Regions from separate parts of the Sus scrofa genome. Here region 2 is linked to region 1. A link is a contact called in public HiChIP or PLAC-seq data. All regions are on one chromosome and are shown on one strand. Each heading gives the region's core, a stretch centred on a gene start, on an enhancer-like site or on the middle of the called end of the contact. The rest is flanking DNA. Distances are from core to core; before and after follow the strand shown.

Region 1 (4,971 bases), core at 1,711-4,210:
TGCCTTGATGAGCATGCATAGATAGCCACAGCCAAAACAAAGGAATATAAAGAATATACATATTTACAATTCTTCCAAGAAATCAACTGTGCACATTTCTGTAGTATGGACAATGGGGTCTCAACAGAGCAGATGAAAAGATCCAAAATTTCTACTAATGGAAAATGAAGGCCTTATGTTGGGGGACTGAAATGGTTTTTTTCTAGCCTAATCTAGCTTTTCATCTTGACTATCAACCTCTCTGGATTTAAGGACATGGTTCTTTCTCCAGGCAGCAACCAAAGTGTCCCCATCCCTGATTCTCATTAAGAAGTTTAACTTCATTCTATTTTTAGTAGAAGGCTAGCTGAGAAAAAGATTTAAATGACAAATGAATGCAAAACTCCTCTACATTCAGTTTTCAAGCTAACCAAATTCTATGCTTAATTGAGATGACCAAAATTTTTAACTGTCTCAGAAGCAGTTCAAAGTTTTGCCCTAAACCTTTTCCAAGGTTGACAACTATATAAATATTTCTTCTATACCCTTAAATTTATTGTTAAAGACATCACCCTCTCAATATTCTCTGTTTAAGAAACTTTTGAAAGAACTCAGAGAAATCTCTTTTTCAAAAAAAGAGTAAGCACCACATACTAGACAATAGGTACTCTGTCCTGAAGTATACAGTGTGTGTGTGTGTGTGTGTGTGTGTGTATTTTGGTGTTCTTGTCTTTTTAGGGCTGTACCTACGGCATGTGCAGGTTCCCAGGCTAGAGGTCAACTCAGAGCTATAGCCACTGGCCTACACCACAGCTCACGCAATGCCAGATCCTTAACCCACAGAGCGAGGCCAGGAATCGAACCCATGTCATCATGGATGCTAGTTGGGTTCACTAACCGTTGAGCCATGATGGGAACTCCAAAGTATATTTTAAGAGAAATTCATGGCAATATGATCCAAATTTTATTAACTGCTTTACAGAAAAACTAATTCGTGGAAAACTTCCATTTCTAGCAGAATGGAAGACTGAAACCCTGAACTACCCTCTTATTACAAAACAATTAAATCTTCTGCATTAACAAATCTTTTCAAATGCATTGTTAAGCTGTGAATGAAATAATGGAAGTTCTCAGAGGCCAAAATCTGAATGAAAATGATATTTGAGACAGGAACAGAGAACTTAAAAAAGACTAGGAGTTCCTGCTGTGGCACAGTGAGTTAAGGATCTGGTGTTGCTGCAGCTGTGGTGAGGAACTCTGTCACTCAGTCACTCAGAGTTGGTCTCTGGCCCAGGAAATCTCCACATGTCACAGATGGGCCCGAAAAAAAGGAGAAAAAAATACTAGGAGTGCCTGGCGGTTCAGCAGGTTAAGGATCACAGCAGTGGTGTCACTGCTGTGGTTCTGGTTACTGCAATGGGGCGGATACAATCCCTGGCCCAGGAACTTGTACATGCTGCAGATGCAGCCAAAAAAAAACCCCCCACCGATGAGGCCAACTACTGGAAACGATGTGGAACAGCTAGAAAACTAATAAGCTGTTGGAGCCTAACCTGGTATGAGCTCTGAATACTACAACCATCACACACTGCTGTTGAACACATGTACCCTGGCAATCCCACCCACAAGGATCTACATAACAGAAGTGTGTGCACATGTATGCCAAACAAGTTGCATATAACTGTTCAGGGCAGCTCTCATGATAGCCTAAACCTGGAAATACTGTCCCTTGATGGATAAACTGACACTGTCATACAATGAAATTCTACTCAACAATAACAAAAAATAAATGTCTGCTATATACTAGAACATGAATGAATCTCATAATACTGAAGGAAAGAAATCAGGCAAAATACTATATATTTTATAAAACTCAAAAAAAGGTGGAAGGAATTTACACGTCAGGAACTAAGATGATGGCTGGTTTGAAATGGAGGTGGGATAGTGAGTGACTGACTGGGAGAGGTCACAAGAGGGCTTCTTTTGTGCTAGTAATTCTCTTGCTTGATCCAGGTGATGGCAACTTTTATGTACTAAAATTCATTGAGTTGTATATACTTTTGATTTGTGTGTGAATTTCTGTATGTTAACATTTCAATAAAAAGCTTATTAAAACTTTCAAGAAAACACATACTTCCACATTGTTTCAATAAGAATTAGCACATTAATGTTTTTAAAAGTAATATGTGTATATGGTACAAAAAAAATAGTCTGAGGTGAAGACCACCACTTTTCCTGTGTTCCTTCCAAAATAGTCTACGAATATACGACATGTTTATTCAAATTTAATGTTAGACTTTCTACTTGAAAATTCAAACCATGAGAATATTACAGCATATCTTCTGGATGACACTATCTATAGAGCACATGTGTGACTATACCTTATACAGAGAATCTTTGTTGGGTTTTAGTTTGATGCCATGGACAAGCCGGAGTTGACCAGTTGTCCGCATTCCTGACCAGGTGTCTTTCTCACCAACTGGTTTCAACAAAGATGTTACAGGGTTATAGAAGGCTGGAACGGAGACAGGATACCAAGTTCTCATGAAGACAATATCTGGAAAGAGAAGAAATTTACATTAACACTTTCTTCCCTCCCACCCCTTTTAAGGCCACATCTGCAGCATATGGAAGTTCCCAGGCTAGGGGTTGAATTGGAGCTGTAGCTGCCGGCCTATGCCACAGCCCTAGCAACTCGGGTGCAGTTTTCGGCAACGCCGTATCCTTAACCCACTGAGCAAGGCCAGGCGTCAAACCCACATCCCTATGGATACTAATTGGGTTCTTAACCCACTCAGCCACAATGGGAGCTCCATATTAACATTTTCAAAAGATTCATATTCATCTCAGTAAATAAGAGAACAAAATACTGACCCCAAACTTCTCCAGCTAGATGCAAAGTATTTGAAGAGAGACTTTGCCCAGTGAACTACTCTTTCATTGGGTGTGTCAATCATATCCACACCCATAAAACTTTCACTGGGTGAATCACATGGCTCTAGACACAGCATGACTTGGCATAATACCCAAGATGCTCCAACTAGGGAGAGCTATAGCTGACTCCTGTTTCTAAAGACTTAAAACTGCCACCTGTACTTCATACTGGCTAGAAGCCAATAGTGAATGGTAACACAACGTTAAAAACACACCACAAAGGATATTTACCACTCATCAGCAATTTATCCTCAAAGGTGGCCCGGAAAGCTCCTTCTGGAGCCCTGAGTGCCTTCTTGATCTGTCCCCTTATTCCACTGACAGTTCGAATCACAGCACCTTCAAATTTGGCCACTTCCAAGGCAGAATTAAACATTCCCTATAAGTATATATATAAAAGAAAACAAATATACATACAAAGTTAGATATTTTACCTCTCAGTTCATAAATATATCCTTGGTTAAAAAACAAAAAAAATAATTCATTGGAATTACTAGGTCAAAAGGAATACAATTCTATTTTCCCTCAAATAAAATATTAATCAAGATTCTATTGTAGGCACTAACATGCTCATCACTACCTTTGTAGAAAAGAAGATCAAAAAGATATTTATTGGACTGAAGTGGCCCCGATGGCCTTTGCCATCATCTCACAAAGCTGGACTACAGCTCTTATCCTATTACTTAGGTGTACACACTCAGAAAATAAAGAGAGCTGGATAAATGCTGATGGTAGTATTCCCTTATAAGAACATTTCGTGATCGATCATCTTAACTCTGTGTTTTTAATGGAAACATCCCCTGCTAAAGAAATTTTCAGTAGGTGTTGCCCAAACTACCCTTCTATGATATACTGCATTAACAGAGTGTCCATTTCTCTGTACCCTTGCCAACAAGTACTTCTGCAAATTGCTTTGTCTATTTTTCTAATGATCTGTTTGAAAATGCTATGATTTTCCCCTCTCTTAATACAAACCGAAAAGGTAGGAAACAAAACCCAGTGAATAGGATTACATATTTTCAATATTAGCTCTGCAACAGCCTCATATGGGAGTAAAAAGTAATAGCCTCAATCACCAAATATCTCTATTTTACTTCACCTAAAGATTTCTGAACATATTAAGTAACACAGAGACTAATATATAGAAGTAAACTAAAAATATCAAAGACTAAGATTATGAAAGATTTCAAGCACTTTTCAGACTTATCTCTTAGACCTATATTAGAATTCATTACTCCTTTAACAACATATTAAATACGTGAATACACAGATATACAGACCTTAATGAATGAAGTGTTCTTGAAAATTTTATATGGAAAGCCAGTTAGCTTTAATTTCTTCACAATTTTTATAGATTTATCCAGATCAAGGACAACTCCTGTGGCAGCTATCCGGAAATCAGGCTAAAAAGGAATCCCCAAAATCTGATACAGGAATACTATCAGCAGGAGAAAAACTTATTTCTCTCTAATGCAATAAATTACCAAAGTGCATTTCACTTACAATCACATAAGAAAAATGAGAATATCTGAACATGCAAAACAGTATTTTAACAAAATCTATTTGATAGTATAATACTGTAATACTATTATACTATACTACTGTCTGAGGGTGATTTCATAGTAACACAGTTTCACAATGATGCATGAATGAAAAGGAATATGAAAATCTGGTTACAATGTTTGAGAAATTAAATTTTAGACATTCAGGGTGGATTCCAATTGCTCATTATTCAGTTTTCTGTTAAATGGAGCCAATAAAACCTGCTCTGATTGGTCAAATGAAGACTGTGTGAACATACTTTGCTAAACCAGCATTACTGGTGGTAGTCTTATGTCTAGTAGTACCTGATGTATATACCACAACTTAGCAGAGTGCTAAGCTCATAGTGAGCACTGCTAAAATATTTTTAGCATGTCCATAAAAACATAAAAATACAGAAATGTCATCAGTACCATTAAAATTCTTTTACTTCCTTCTTCTCCACTCCCATACTTTACTTAAAAAGACGTACGAATATTGAAAGCAAAGAGAAGTTTACTACAAATACTAAAAATG
Region 2 (4,971 bases), core at 995-3,494, 230 kb before region 1:
TTTACTGTGAAGTGTAAACAAAATCCTATGCAAAATGGCATTATCGCATGTGCCCACTTACAGTAACAAAAAGCATATATCAGAGTTCCTGTGATAACTCAGTGGTAACGAACCCGACTAGTGTCCACGAGGATGTGGGTTCAATCCTGCCTCAGTGGGTTGAGGATCCGGTGTTGCTGTGAGCTGTGCTGTAGGTCACAGATGCAGCTTGGATCCAGCGTTGCTATGGCTGTGGTGTAGGCTATCGGCTACAGCTCCAATAAGACCCCTAGCCTGGAAACTTCCATGTGCCGTGGTTGTGGCCCTAAAAACACACACACACACAAAAGCATATACCTGCACACCACAGAAAACACTAGAAGGCAATGCCTGCGAGGGCCAGCAGTAGTAATTTAGGGGTGGTGGGATCCTGGTGACTTTTAGTCTCTTGATTATGCTTTTCCCCTGCATTTTCCAATTGTTTGACAGTCAACTTTGTAATCAAAACACAACTTTGTTAAAACTCTCCAAGAACTGCCTTTGCACAGCCCACAGTATTCAAAATATGCATGCTTGTTCACAGCAGAATACTTGGAAGCAAGTTGTTTTTTTGGGAAACCATCAAGAATGCAATTGGACCTAGAAGACTGAGTTTTGGCTCCCGTCTTGGAGAAATTTGGGGCACACAAGCCTACAAACTTACTCAAGGCCACCCCTGCCTGTGGATGGGGAGGGGGGGGCTGGTCCCAGGGGACCTGCTGGAAGCCAGCCCATGCTCAGGCCCCACAGGAGGGGAAATGTTTGGCTGGGCCTGTGTGTCCCTGAGCCAGCCAGAGAGAGGAGGTGAGGGGAGTGGAGAGGAGGGGATGGGAAGAGAGGGTAGCCCAGGGGATCTGCAGCCACCGTTCATGCCCTCACACACTCCACTTCGGCCTTCAGAACTACTGCCTGGGCCCTTGCTGTTTGCTGAATGAATACAGGAGGGCCCCTCAACCTGGGGGTCACGGCTGATGGCCGGCATGAGCGGACAGGCACTCAGGGCCAGCACATTCTCCAGCAGAGCTGCCCAGACAGAGGGCACAGCATGCGTCACCTCCACCCCAGGAAGGCGACTCCCAGACTCACACATCACTCTGGGTGGTGTAGATGTGATCGAAAAGGGACTCAATGGCCATCCATTTGACCGGGATCCGACCCTGCAGGAGGTGAAAGAGAGGTATTAACATTGCTCTGACATCCTGGAACTGGGTGGGGGGCTGGGGAGGTATGTCCCAGGCTCTTCCAGCTCTGAGTAATGACATCCAGCCAGTTCCTGGGTACAGAACTGGCAGCACAGCCTCACAGGGGCTGGAGCTCCAGCCTGGCCCTTCCAGGCTTGGCTGAGATGCTGGAGGGAGTCAGCTGGCCTACCCACAGCTACGTAGGCGTGCCTGTCATGCACCATGTCCCTGTTGAGAAGAGACCAGAGGAACTGATACCAAGTATGAACCAGGTCCCCCTGTGGCTGTCTGGGGAGCTCTGGGGCACCCTGGGTGGTGCTGCCCAATGGGCAGGCCAGGAACACCATCCAGCAAGATCTCCCTTGATCTGTGTATGTGACTTGAGGTTGGTTTTTTGGTTTTATTTTATCCCATGGCCCTTTCAGCATCCTCTGAAAGTGTTCCCCTCCACATAGGTGCTGGGGTCAGACCTAACACATTCTTTCCAATGCAACCCCAGCAATAGCTTTTCAGTACAAGGAGGTGAGGCTTAAGGCATAAAACAATAAAAGAGATGTGCGTTGGATTTTAATGCAATGTTTACTATAATTCCTTTTTCTTTAAACCATTCTTTGGGGAGTTTCCGCTGTGACACAGTGAGTTAAGAATCTGACTGCAGTGGCTCGGGTTTCTGCAGAGGTGTGGATTCAATTCCTGGCCTGCTGCAGTGGATTAAGGATCTGATGCGGCAGCAGCTGCAGCTCAGATTCAATCCCTGGCCAGGGAACTTCCATATGCCACAGGTGTGGCCATAAAAACAAAAACAAAAACCTATTCTTTAGGATTTATGTCCTTAATGAAATGTGACTGTTTCAGGAGTGTGTGTTCCTAACAACACTGCCTGCAGCCTACGAGCTACAGGGCTGTGCATGGCCTATTTTCTTCTTGCTTCATGACGTGTGAGGACTACGGCATCGGCAGGAAAGCTCTCCACCCCCTCTACCCCTCCTCCACAGGGCAGGGAGCAATGTCTTTTCACTTCCCCTTCAGTAGTTCTGAGATATGCTGTCACAACAGAAACCCCAGAAGAAATGAAACATTATCGTCACAGCCCTTAGCAACCCAACAGCTTCTCCTGACCCTCAGAGCCAAGCTGACGTGTGCGCCACCACTGTTGGTGTTTTTCTTTTTGAGCGGCATCTGTTCTGAATGCCAGGTTAACTGTGGCTCTTAGTGGGCCCACGAGCTGCCCCACCTAGTCTGTCACAGGGAGGGCACAGGAGAGGGGCTGAGGACATCAGAATGAAGAGAGTCAAAACCAATGTCGTGAGGAACTGGATGACTTAGGGAGCCAGATTTCCCCAGATGGGCCCTTGATCACCTGTTTCAGTGACTTGGAAAAAAGCTTCTGAAATCCCTACATCCTGGACCCTGTCTCCAGGGCCTCCCCAGACACCGACCAAACTCACTTAGCCAGGTGTCCCCAGGTCCCCGTCCCAGGAGCACCCCCACTTGGTAAAATGGTTCATTCTCTTCTGCAAAGAATGACTACCAAATTTGGGTTTATTTCATTTCTCTCCTCCAAGCAAAGGACTAAAGTTACACAGAAATGCAATAGGGACCTTCATTCTGCAGACGTGAGAGGAACAAGTGTGGAGAAGAAGATTGTTATTTCTGCGTCATTTGATGACCTTCAAAGGTGAGAGTGATTAAAAGCGAGAGAAGCCCCAGGGCCCCTGATCCCCAGTGGGCAGCTCCAAAAGGGCATGTATGGCCCTGAGAAAGGAGAAGGAACAGACTCAGGGTGGGCCCTGAAGTGAGTCTCTGGGGACTCAGAACAAGGAAAGGCTTTGGGGGCGAGAGCTAGACCTTTACACTCTAAAAATCAGCTTTATCTTCTCCAGGTGTTCCAAAGGCTCTGCCCCTGCCCCCAGTGGGCACCCTGACCACCACCCCCATCCAGCCCAGCACACCCCAGGGCCTGGTACCTTGCTCCTCTTCACATAGGAATCCTCTTCATAAACATCTCGGGACAGACCGAAGTCTGAGATCTTCATCCTGCGCCCCTCGGCTACCAGGACATTTCTGGCCGCCAAGTCTCGATGGACGAGCTGCGAGGAAGACAAGGGCAGGGACCCCTGAAACCCAGGCCCGTAGCAGGCAGTGGCGGGGGCTGGGCGGGGGCGGCACACACCTTCATCTCAGCCAGGTACTGCATGCCCCGCGAAATCTGCCACGCAAAGGAGATGAGGTCGCCCATGGTCAGGGCCCGCTCCTCGGGGTTGTCCAGGTAGCTGGAGTGGCGGCTGCCTCCGCTGCCCACATAGCCAGGCCCCGCCTTGCGGCTCTCTCGGAGGAAGCCCCGCAGGGAGCCGTACTTGGCGTACTCCACGATGAGAAGGAGTGGCCCTGGGGGCAGAGGGGGCTGTGGGCTGGCTGCCTGCGGGGTCTGGGCAGGTGAAGGTCAGGCCAGCTCTGCATGTGCTTCCCTACTTGTAAGTGGACAGATGGGCATGGCCCTGCTCTGGGTGGCAGGTGCCTGGGTTCTGGCAGCCTGAGGACTTAAGTCCCAGCTCACTCTCACATCACTTGCAGAGCCTGTGCCAAAGCCAGCTGCCTGGGTGGTTGAGCACAACTTTTGCCCTAGAGAGGGGGTCACTGCATCCTTGGTCCTGCCACAGCATGGCCTGGGGACAGCTGATGGAGGCACAGGGTCTAACTCCGCAGATGGCCACCTGCTCCCTGCCCCTGCCTGCTCTCAGCAGCTCCTAGGCTGCAGTCCTGTCCTTGGCCCAAGCCTGAGTTCTGCTGGTGCTGACCAGTGCTCCTGCTGCCCTCTCCTTGTTGGCTCTCTGTCGCCCTAGCGCCCCCAACACACACACGCACGCATGCATGCAGCAGGTTTGAAAAACCAACAGACCAGGATGCTTTTGTGTGACAAATGGTGACAATGCCTTTGTCCTGCAGGGTTGAGGTTGGATCACCTGGCAGTTATGGCATGTCTAGCCCCCAGTGGGTGCCCAGGAGGCACTGTTCGTTTCTGGAGCTCCCTGCCTTGGGGGCTATGTCTGGGGCAGGGTAATGACAACCAAGATAGTGCCAGAGACCTTGTGGCAACCCCAGCAGGCTCATGGCACACACTCGGGTAGAGGCCTCACACATACACTCCTGCAGAGGGCCTCCTGGCCCCTCACCCTCACAGGAGGGGGCAAGCTCCAGCAGGGTCAGAGACCATGCTTCAAGGAAGACAGAGGACAGGAAACACAGAATGAAAGGATGGGGAAGGGGGAGGAGGAAGAACGGAAGGGCCCGGAGCCCCCTGGCCTGTGCCTGGCAGCTGCTCATCCCCGGCCAGCCTTACCATCTTGGCTGCAGGCCCCGTACAGCTTGATGACTTGCGGGTGGTTGACCTGCTTTAGCAGGTTGAACTCTGACAGCAGGTCCCGCAGCTCGCTTGGGGAGGCGTTCTCTGAAATGCAGGTGAACATGGAAGGTTGCAGAGGGATCCCTCCTGTTAGCCTCTTCTGCGACCTTGCTGGGTCATGGGACCCATGCCAGGGGTCTGCATAGACCATTAACTCCTTTACAGACACCCTACCCAGGTTCAGACTGAGGTCGACAAGGACTGCACTGCTTGGGGCTACTGAGTCCGTGGGGTGGCCAATGGCAGCCTCAGGTGTCTCCTCACATGTCTTCGGGGAATAAGAACTGGAGAAGCACACCTCCAGTGAGCACGATCATTCCATGGAAAGCCTCACAGGGCCGGGCTGTGCACACGAGTGCCAGTATTTCC

What was found. HiChIP or PLAC-seq counts read pairs in DNA pulled down with a chosen protein or histone mark.
Region 2: an H3K27ac HiChIP or PLAC-seq map of alveolar macrophages shows a contact between it and region 1. The contact joins two enhancer-like sites. A contact is called at or near these places in 1 of 47 Hi-C or Micro-C datasets (epiblast stem cells) and 1 of 2 datasets of contacts at active chromatin or transcription factors (alveolar macrophages).

The regions. Positions count from the first base shown.
Region 1 is chr14:61,119,625-61,124,595 of Sscrofa11.1, reverse strand. It overlaps BMS1 (ribosome biogenesis protein BMS1 homolog), which reads right to left. Exons shown (of 24, transcript XM_005670994.3): 20 at 4,194-4,316; 21 at 3,145-3,292; 22 at 2,361-2,536. Among named protein-coding and RNA genes, the nearest start is that of BMS1, 66 kb to the right of the region's middle. Within about 2 kb of position 2,960, at least 4 of the 83 cell types and tissues checked have an H3K27ac peak or open chromatin away from gene starts, as enhancers often do. A contact at or near this core is called in alveolar macrophages, where this site is marked.
Region 2 is chr14:61,349,139-61,354,109 of Sscrofa11.1, reverse strand. RET (proto-oncogene tyrosine-protein kinase receptor Ret) reads right to left here. Exons shown (of 22, transcript XM_021072832.1): 15 at 4,540-4,647; 16 at 3,373-3,587; 17 at 3,167-3,289; 18 at 1,105-1,175. Among named protein-coding and RNA genes, the nearest start is that of CSGALNACT2, 21 kb to the left of the region's middle. Within about 2 kb of position 2,244, at least 17 of the 83 cell types and tissues checked have an H3K27ac peak or open chromatin away from gene starts, as enhancers often do. A contact at or near this core is called in alveolar macrophages, where this site is marked.